Linked DNA regions of Sus scrofa: region 2 is linked to region 1. A link is a contact called in public Hi-C data. All regions are on one chromosome and are shown on one strand. Each heading gives the region's core, a stretch centred on a gene start, on an enhancer-like site or on the middle of the called end of the contact. The rest is flanking DNA. Distances are from core to core; before and after follow the strand shown.

Evidence for each region. Hi-C and Micro-C count contacts between places; a contact is called where the count stands out from the background.
Region 2: a Hi-C map of fetal skeletal muscle shows a contact between it and region 1, with 2.7 times the contacts expected there. The contact joins the promoter of FAU here to the promoter of POLA2 in region 1. A contact is called at or near these places in 3 of 5 promoter capture datasets (fetal skeletal muscle and liver), 22 of 47 Hi-C or Micro-C datasets (alveolar macrophages, blood, embryonic fibroblasts and 12 more) and 2 of 2 datasets of contacts at active chromatin or transcription factors (alveolar macrophages and skeletal muscle).

Annotation. Positions count from the first base shown.
Region 1 is chr2:6,948,001-6,952,537 of Sscrofa11.1, reverse strand. POLA2 (DNA polymerase alpha subunit B) reads left to right here and starts at 2,249. Exons shown (of 18, transcript XM_013994111.2): 1 at 2,249-3,256. The coding sequence starts at 3,178.
Region 2 is chr2:7,068,417-7,072,953 of Sscrofa11.1, reverse strand. It overlaps FAU (ubiquitin-like protein FUBI), which reads right to left and starts at 2,051. Exons shown (of 5, transcript XM_021082866.1): 1 at 1,704-2,051; 2 at 1,353-1,435; 3 at 1,122-1,266; 4 at 479-534; 5 at 143-316. The coding sequence starts at 1,427. The coding sequence ends at 191. MRPL49 (mitochondrial ribosomal protein L49) reads left to right here and starts at 1,950. Exons shown (of 4, transcript NM_001245013.1): 1 at 1,950-2,051; 2 at 3,182-3,332. The coding sequence starts at 1,974.

The sequences.
Region 1 (4,537 bases), core at 1,000-3,499:
CTGGTCAACTTTGGCCTAAGGGCCATAGTTTGCAATCCCTGGTCTTTGATATACAAACAGCTCCTGCTTACTTGGTAAGAAAAGGCAAAGGACAAAAGCTGGAAACCTGCAAGTTGTAGAGGAAATCCAATGGCCACTAAGCATTTGTAACAGGATGTAGAATGAGCTTTTTCCCTGTCATCTGAGTACAACACATGATAAGCAATCCCACATTCTAGAGAGGGTCTTGACATGCTCTTGAAAGCTTTCCATAAGAGCTCAGAACCAGTTGCTGGACTCCCCCATCCCTCAAGGATGCAGATAATCCCCCCGTATGCAGATAATTACAGACAGCTCCGAATTCAGAACAGGAAAGCGGGTGAGCAGCATTGTTCTTAGCCTACTTCACACCAGTGCAGATGACTTGCTAACTCTCCACTCTGAGACATATTTCGGTAATTATGAATGAAATTATACCCAATGTTGAAGGCATTCCTTTTTTGTTTTGTTTTTTTTTTTGGCTTTCTGTCTTTTCTAGGGCCGCTCCTGTGGCATATGGAGGTTCCCAGGCTAGGGGTCTAATCAGAGCTGTAGCCACCAGCCCACACCAGAGCCACAGCAATGCAGGATCCGAGCCGAGTCTGCAACCTACACCACAGCTCACGGCAACGCCGGATCCTTAACCCACTGAGCGAGGCCAGGGATCGAACCTGCAACCTCAAGGCTCCTAGTCAGATTCATTAACCACTGAGCCATGACGGGAGCTCCAGGCAGTCTATATTTCAAAACAGATCATGCCATTGTTCCTAAAACTTCCTCTTTTGTTTTTTTCTTTGTTGTGCTCTTTGGGGTCAATGGCTTTTTCTGCTGGAACAGTGCCCTCTTCACACTGCTATAAAGAGATTTTGCAGATGTAATTATATTCCCAAACCAGTTGATCTTAAGAAAGTGGTCCTGGAGTTCCCACTGTGGCACAGTGGTTAATGAATCTAACTAGGAACCATGAGGTTGCAGGTTGGATCCCTGGCCTCACTCAGTAGGTTAAGGATCTGGCATTGCCCTGAGCTGTGGTGTAGGTCGCAGACGCGGCTCGGATCTGGCATTGCTGTGGCTCTGGCGTAGGCCGGTGGCTACAGCTCCGATTGGACCCCTAGCCTGGGAACCTCCCTATGCCACAGGAGCAGCTCAAGAAAAGGCAAAAAGACAAAAAAAAAAAAAAAAAAAGAAAGAAAGAAAGAAAGAAAGTGGTCCTAACCTAACAACAGGAGCCCTTTAAAAACAGTGTCTCTGTGGGAATGCAACTTAGCCAACACTTTGATTTCAGCCTTACTGAGAATGCAGACATGCTGTGTCCAGACTTCTGAGCTACAGCTCTGTGGACAAATAAAACAAATGCTGTTTTAACCCACTAAATTTACGGGTTAAATTATCACAATAATTTACAGTAAATAATTACACAGCAATAGAAAACAAATATATGCTTTATTGCTTGTACCCAGGTGAACTGCTCCCACCCTCTGCCATTTGTACCTACCAGTAAGAAAGAAGCCTAAGATGGTTTTCCCTCTCCAGCCCTCCCCCAACTGTGGTTTACATGCAGACTACACCCTGTTTCACATGGTTGGTTTGAGGCCAAGACAGGACTCTTCCTGGCTTTTCTTCCCTCATCGTATGCCCTAAAATGCTCCCTAAGTGTCTCTGGCCTCTGCAGTGCAGTCTTTTTTTTTTTCTTTTTAGGGCTGCACTCTGGCCATATGGGAGTTCCCAGGCTGGGGGTGGAATCCGAGCTACAGCTGCTGGCCCACGCCAGAGCAACGAGGGATCTGAGCCGCACCTGCAACCTACAGCGCAGCTCACAGAGAGAGGGGGCAGATCCCCAACCCACTGAGCCAGGCCAGGGATCCAACCTCATCAGCATAGATACTAGTCGGATTCATTTAGAGCTGCGCCACAATGGGAACTCCCCATGTAGTGAGGTCTTGAGAATCACTGTTCTAGTGATAGCCTGTACTTTCCTCCCCGGATACTCAGTTTCCATTTATTTTATTTTTTACTGTAAATTACAAAATGAGCATCTTTGTTTATAAAACTTTGGATTCTGGCCGGTTTTCTTAGGATAAGAAATGCTAAGTCAAAAGAGAATGAACAATCTTAATAACTGATATCATACTGCCGAACTTTATTCTAGAGACTCTACCAACCTACCATCCCATTAGCCAAGTATGATGCCTAGCGTTATTTGATCTAAGCTGAGCCAATGGAGATTTGGGCTCCAGAAAATAGACCTATACGACTGTGGCTGTGACTACTGGTGGTAGCCGCGATGATAACCATGGCAACCAGATTCCCTAAGGAAGTCGCGCTGAGTGCAGAGATGATGCAGAGATGACGCGGGAGACAAGAGCAGGGACAAGACTTTCCTCTCCCGCGTGTTGGACACAGAATGTTTGAGACATTTGAAGGCACGTACACGCCACGGCCTGCGCACGAAGGCACGGACAAAAGGGTGACAAGCATACATCACAGAGCTTCGCGGAGCAGACGGTGGCCGGAAGAGTCATCCGCGACTGGTACAGAACCGCGGTTTCCATGCAGGGAGCGGGTGAGAGCGGGCAACAGCGCGCCCGCGCCTCTCTTCTGAGCCCAGTAAAAGATGACTGCGCAGCCGCGGTAGGGCGGGCCGACCATCAGGCGCACACGCGCGATCCGCCGTGCGGGCGTTCGTGCGCACGCGCCCTCGGACGCGCGTGCGCGCGCGTAGTCCGGGAACAGAGAGAAGGAAGTCGAGGCGAAGGGGTGGGGTTGAGCGGGCCTCGCGCATGCGCGCGCCGTGCAAACCATTTGGCGGGTTTTTCCGGCCTGCTCGGTTCTCCCGTCACAGAGATGCTCCCCGGTGGCTTTTAGGAAGTAGGGCCTTCTCCCCTAGAAGAGTGACTTCTCAAGATTTCTGCTCCCTTCCTTCAGGCATTTGGGAGCTTCGGGAAAAAAAGAAAATAAAAAGTATTTCTCTGAGACTGACGGCCAGGGCTTTCTGACCGCCTGAGGTCTTGGATTATTTGGTCACTTTCGGTCTCAGCCCCCCGGAGAGCGAAAGGATCGGAGGAACCGCGTCCTGCTCATCGATCTCCACGGCCGTGGGTTTCTTGGCGTCAGGTCGGAGCTGGGTGGGCTCGGCCCCGGCCCCCGTCCTGGGTCATCATGGCCGTGTCCGCCCAGCTCTTGCGGGAGGAGTTGCAGATCTTCGGCCTAGAATGCGAGGATGCTCTGATTGACAAATGTGAGTCCCTTGCCCCCTCCCCGGGCCCCAGCCCAGGCCCACGCTCTCGCTCCGTGTTCCCAATCGCCTAGAACCCAAAGGGAGGCGCTTCCGGGGGGTTGTGAGGTGAGTTAAACTGAGTTTTGAGGTTTGGCGTGTGGGGCCTTTGAAATGCTCACAGGGTACTGCTTGGATCCCAGCTCAAAGGAAAGAATATGAAGCACAATTTTAAATCGACGCAGTTTCCTAAAGGTGAAATTGGGACGTGCCAGGTTCTCATCTCCGAATTTGGAAATTGTTTAAGCCTCGATAACCAAGCAAGAGATGTTGGGGCTTTGAAATACAGCCTTTTCTGGCATCTCCCTTTCCAGCCTACACCTAAACTTCTGCTGATCCATCCCTTTTCATCAAAACTGTTTGGTCTGTGCAAGTATGAGTTTCTTGAGGTGGGTTCATAAAATTGAATTTTAGCTGGGAAGGGACTTTAAGGAGACTGTGAGCTGTTCACAGCTGGAGAAACAGATAACAGAGAGTTCATTGGCCTGTCCCCCATTCCAGTGCTGCATTGCATTGGTTCATCTTATTGGTCAGGCTCCGGGGCAGTGTCCAGAGTTGCTGGAAGCCAAGTCTCGGGAGGTGTGGACGTTCTCAGTGTTAGAATCAGGATGATAGTGCATCTGCCTTAATCATGCATCCACACATTGAATTTCTTTTTTTAATATATAAAACCAAAACACAAACATGTTCATTTAGGAGAGACCAGAATACTCCAAGTTCTGAAGCCCAGGGCATTCCCTTCCTGAAAGGAAACTTAAGTGAGAAAGCCAATCACAGTTAAGAAATTTATTTGGTGAGCTTGAAAGCAAAACAAGAGAAGTTAGTTGTTGTGTGAACAAAATTTGTAAAGGCTTCAGTTCAAGATGCCTGCTGCTCACATAGGACATTGGCGGTGGTATTGGAGTTCTAGCCCTTGAAGTCAGAATCGCTCACCTCGCTGGGATGTTTACATTGTCCGACAGTCATGCCGTATTTCCCTGGTCTGTCCACTTGGAGTCTCCTGATGACTCAGTGCCACCTTCTCCTTGAACATCTTCTGACCCGCTCTCACTCTCAGCTGATGAACTTCCTGTTTTGCTGAGAAAGTAGAAGGAATTAGAAAACTTTTGAGTGTCCTTGTCACTCAGTGGGTTAAGGATCTGGCATTGTCACTGCAGCGGCTCAGATCACTGCTGTGGCAAGGGCTTGGTCCCTGGCCCGGGACTTTGCATATGCCGCACGTGCAGCCAAAAGAGAGAGAGAGAA
Region 2 (4,537 bases), core at 802-3,301, 120 kb before region 1:
GCCTTCCCCCCCCCCCCCAAGTTGCTGACTCTACTCCACTGCTAAGAAACCAAAACGAGACCTGTTTTTCACAACACCAGCCCTAGAACTAGAAGCCACATCTCTCTCTGAGGCCTGCACAAATGAAGATGAAACAATGAGATGATTGGACTAAGTGGCTTTATTAGTGAAAGCCGGGATTACAAAGGACTTAAGAGTTGGCATTGGGTCCCTTCTTCTTGCCAAAGGTGGGCACGACATTGACAAAGCGCCGGTTGTATTGCATACGTCTCTTGGCCCGGCCGGTCTTCTTCTTCTTTTTCTCTTGTTTGGCCACCTGGGAAAAGGGAGATTTGATCAGCCCAGGGTTGCCTCTTCCACCTTCCCTCAGGTTCACTGCCAGCCAGGAAGAGAGCAAACATGGCAAGAGCCAAAGGTTTTGGCTTAGCTGTGTCAGGGGAAAAAAAGTCCAAACACCACCACTAATACTCTCACTCACCTTGGGAGTCTGACCTCTGACTTTCCCAGCACGGGCCAGGGAACCATGAACTTTACCTGTGGTAAGAAAGGAGGACAGCAGTTAGAACAAGAAGGCCCCACCCAGCAGAATCCTTTCTCCCTCAACTCAAGCTTTAAAGGTAAGATGGGCCCAACAGGGAATTAAAACAAAGTCGTAGAGATCTGAACTCTGACCAAGAATATCCAGTCTAGTACATCCTGGGGTTTCACTTCAGGATTTTCCAGCTCCTGACTTACACCACAGCTCATGGCAACTTGGGATCCTTAATCCACCGAGCAAGACCAGGGGGTGGAACCCGCATCCTCATGGATACTCGTTGGGTTTGTAACCTGCTTAGCCACAAAGGGAACTCCAGCTCCTGACTTTAAACAAGACCTAGAGAGCACCTTGGTGATCTGCTCTAACCTCCTGATTTTCCTGAGGAAACTGAGACATAGACAAGGATCTATTTAGAAAGTGACTGAAATAGAACTACCGTCTAGAGAAGTTTCCCACAGACCTCTCAAGAGTTCCTCTTGAGGGAGGGAAACATGAAGAACCACCCTGGATTGAGGACCCTGAACTCCACACCCTACACCCATGAACTTACAAGCAGTTCAAGGTACAGTGCTCCCTAACTCACCTCCAAGCATACGGCCGGCTACTTCCAGAGTGCTCAGGGCCTCCACCCCACACTGGCCGAGGATGGCATCATCCTCCAGGGGCGTGCCTGCCAAGAGCAGGACTTGATCTTCTGGAGCGATGCCCTCCAACGAGGCTACATGAGCCTAAATGGAAAAACAAGACTCATTAACGTTCCCGCGGAAGGCAAAGGCGAACACAAAAGACCCCAGGAAACACTACGACGCCTCACCTTGATCTGGGCGACCGTCTCCTGGCCGGTCACCTCGAGAGTGTGTAGCTCCTGGGCGCGGACAAAGAGCTGCATGTTGGCGACTGAAAAAAAAAAAAGGGGTTGCCTGTAAGAGAATAAATACTCTGGGACAGAAGGGATCAGGTAATGGGGGATGGGCCGGGGGCGACTGCGCCGGGGAGCAGCTGGTCTCGGGGTCTCACGTGGGTAAGGCCGGACCTGCCAGGGGGGTCCGATGGGGATCGGCCAGGCCCCCCGACCAGCCCTCTTCCTCTTTTTTCCCCGTTCCTTCTAACCTCGCAGCCAAGCCCCAAATAAGACCTCCGGATCTATCCAAGGCCAAAATCTTACCTGAAGCGCGGACACCCCTGCCGCTACCGCGAAGATGGAGTCGAGAAAGAGGAAGGAGCGAGGGCGCGCACGTCCTCTCCGCCTGCTGCGTGCCACGTCACTACTGAGCGACCGCCAAGATCTCTGATTTTTGTACCGCCCAGAGCCGTCCTGGCTCCGCCTCCTTACGCTTTGCGCAGGCGTTCTCTCGGTCCTGGGCGGAGCGATCATAAAGGGGCTGGACCAGGCGGGTTGCGTGCGCAGAAAGCTAGTGTACCTGGGCTGTTCGAGATGGCGGCGACTGTGCTCTGCGGTGTACTTCGTGCCTGGAGAACTGGCGTCCCGCTGGGCTGCGGGCTACGGCGGCTGGTGAGAGCGCTGAGCCTGGTGCTGGAAGCAGAGGGCTGGTTGTGAGGCTGTTATCCCTTGCTCGTCCCTTCTTGGGGGTCGCTTTTCTGGAGCTCAGATACTAGACTGAGAGGGAAGGGGGCAGGGCCTGAAGTGGGCTCCGGATTGTGGGGCTTAAGATACTGAAATATGATTGGAGGACAGCCTGAGTTAGAACTAGGTGCTGGGCATCGATTCTTGCTGATTTTACGTACACACACACACACACACGTAGACAAAATATTTTTTTGGCCGCGAGACATGTGGAATTCAGGGTTCGAACCTGCCAGAGCAGCGACCTCAGCCCCCGCAGACAGCAGTGACAACGCCGGATCCTTAACCGCTGCCCCGCAAAAGAACTCCGCTGCCTTATTTTTTGAAGGGGACACCGTTGTAGACGTTGGAGGTTGGCCCCAGATCTTGGCGGCACCTCTGGGAACCTAAGACTCACAATGTATAGGACTGAACATCTTTCTTCTGATTCTTTTTGTGACCCTGGGACCTATCAGGAGTTCTGGGTATCTGCTGGGAGAAGTATGGGAGGATAGGAATGTGACCTCAGGTAGATTGTTTGCTAATGTCTTGATATTTCTTGGATATAAAAAGAAGATAATAAAATACCTAATGTATCAAATTATAAGAATTGAGTGAGGAATTTCTGTCGTGGCTCAGCAGTTAATGAATCCGATTAGCATTCATTAGGATGCGGGTTTGATCCCTGGCCTCGCTCAGTGGGTTAAGGATCCGGGGTTGCCACGAGCTGTGGTGTAGGTTGGGTGTTGCTGTGGTTGTGGCATAGACAGGTAGTATAGCTCCAGTTCGACCCCTAGCCTGGGAATCTCCACATGTCAAGGTGCGGCCCTAAAAAAAAAGATCAAAAAAAAAAAAAAATTCTAAGAGAGGTGGGCCTGAGTTCCTGAACTTCTTTTTAAGTCCCCTCAGTATCCTGCACCCGGGACTGAAGTCTGGTGCTTTCCTGCCTCAGCCTTTTCTTTAAGCCCTTCTCTCTGCTTGTAATGTTTCCTTTTCCTGCTTGAGGAAAGGTCTGCCTGTTGGGGGCTGGGTGGTGGGTGGGCTGATGGGAGATGGTCGTTTGTTTGTTTTTGCCTCAGAGCCAGACCCAGGGGACCCCTGAATACCCCAGCTTCGTGGAGTCTGTGGATGAATACCATTTCGTGGAGCGCCTCTTACCCCCTGCCAGCATCCCAAAGCCCCCAAAGCACGAACATTATCCCACTCCTAGTGGCTGGCAGCCCCCCAGAGGTGAGCAGGGTTCTGGGGATGGCGTGAAGGCTGCAGGAAAACATCCCCTCCGTAGGGGTCTCTGCCCTGGCTGAGGCTCTGGATTCCTGGTGGGTTCAGGACTGGCAACCCCGAGCTAGCATCTGTCTGTGTTCAGGGAAGGGCCCCGAATGGAGCACTGTTTTACTAGTACCGCCCCCACACACGATTGGGGTGGGGTCTTGCCCTGTGGGAAAAGCAAAGCATAGAGAGAAGACCCAAGAATTTGGACCCCTACCCCCATCCCTGGCCATAAGTGAGAACACAGCTTGGGAGTTGGGCAGTTCTGGATCCACAGATTCGCAGTTCTGGCCAGGGTTTTTTGTTTGTTTTCCATTTTAGAGCTGCACCCCAGGCATATGGAAGTTCCTGGGCTAGGGGTTGAGTCAGAGCTGCAGCTGACAGTTTATGCCACAGCCACAGCAGTGCCAGATCTGAGCCACATCTGTGATCTACACCACAGCTTGCAGCAGTGCTGGATTTTTTTTTTTTTTTTTTTTTTGTCTTTTTGCTATTTCTTGGGCCGCTCCCACGGCATATGGAGGTTCCCAGGCTAGGGGTCCAATCAGAGCTGTCGCTGCCTGCCTACACCAGAGCCACAGTAACGCGGGATCCGAGCCGCATCTGCAACCTACACCACAGCTCAGGGCAACGCCGGATCGTTAACCCACTGAGCAAGGGCAGGGACCGAACCCGCAACCTCATGGTTCCTAGTCGGATTTGTTAACCACTGCGCCACGACGGGAACTCCAGTGCTGGATCTTTAATGCACTGAGCGAGGCCAGAGATTGAACCCACTCCTTCATGGATGCTAGTTGGGTTCTTAACCCAACTAGTGAACAGCAGGAACTCCCTATTGCCAGTATTTTTGAGTAAGTCACTTAGCTTCTCCCAACTTCAGTTTCAGCAAAATAGAGATAATCTGCTCAGCACATAAAATGCATTGTGCAGAGCCCAGCCCGTGGTAGGTTTTCATTGCTTAGAAATACCCATCCCTGGAGTTCCCTGGTGGTTCATCAGGTTAAGGATCCTGCATTGTCACTGCTATGGTTCAGGTCCCTGCCATGGTGTGGGTTTGATCCTGGGCCCAGGAATTTCCACATGCTGTGGATGTGGCCAGACCTCTGTTCCAACCTCTTCTCCACAAAAAACCCCAATAAATACCCATCCTTTTGTGCTAGAGCTTG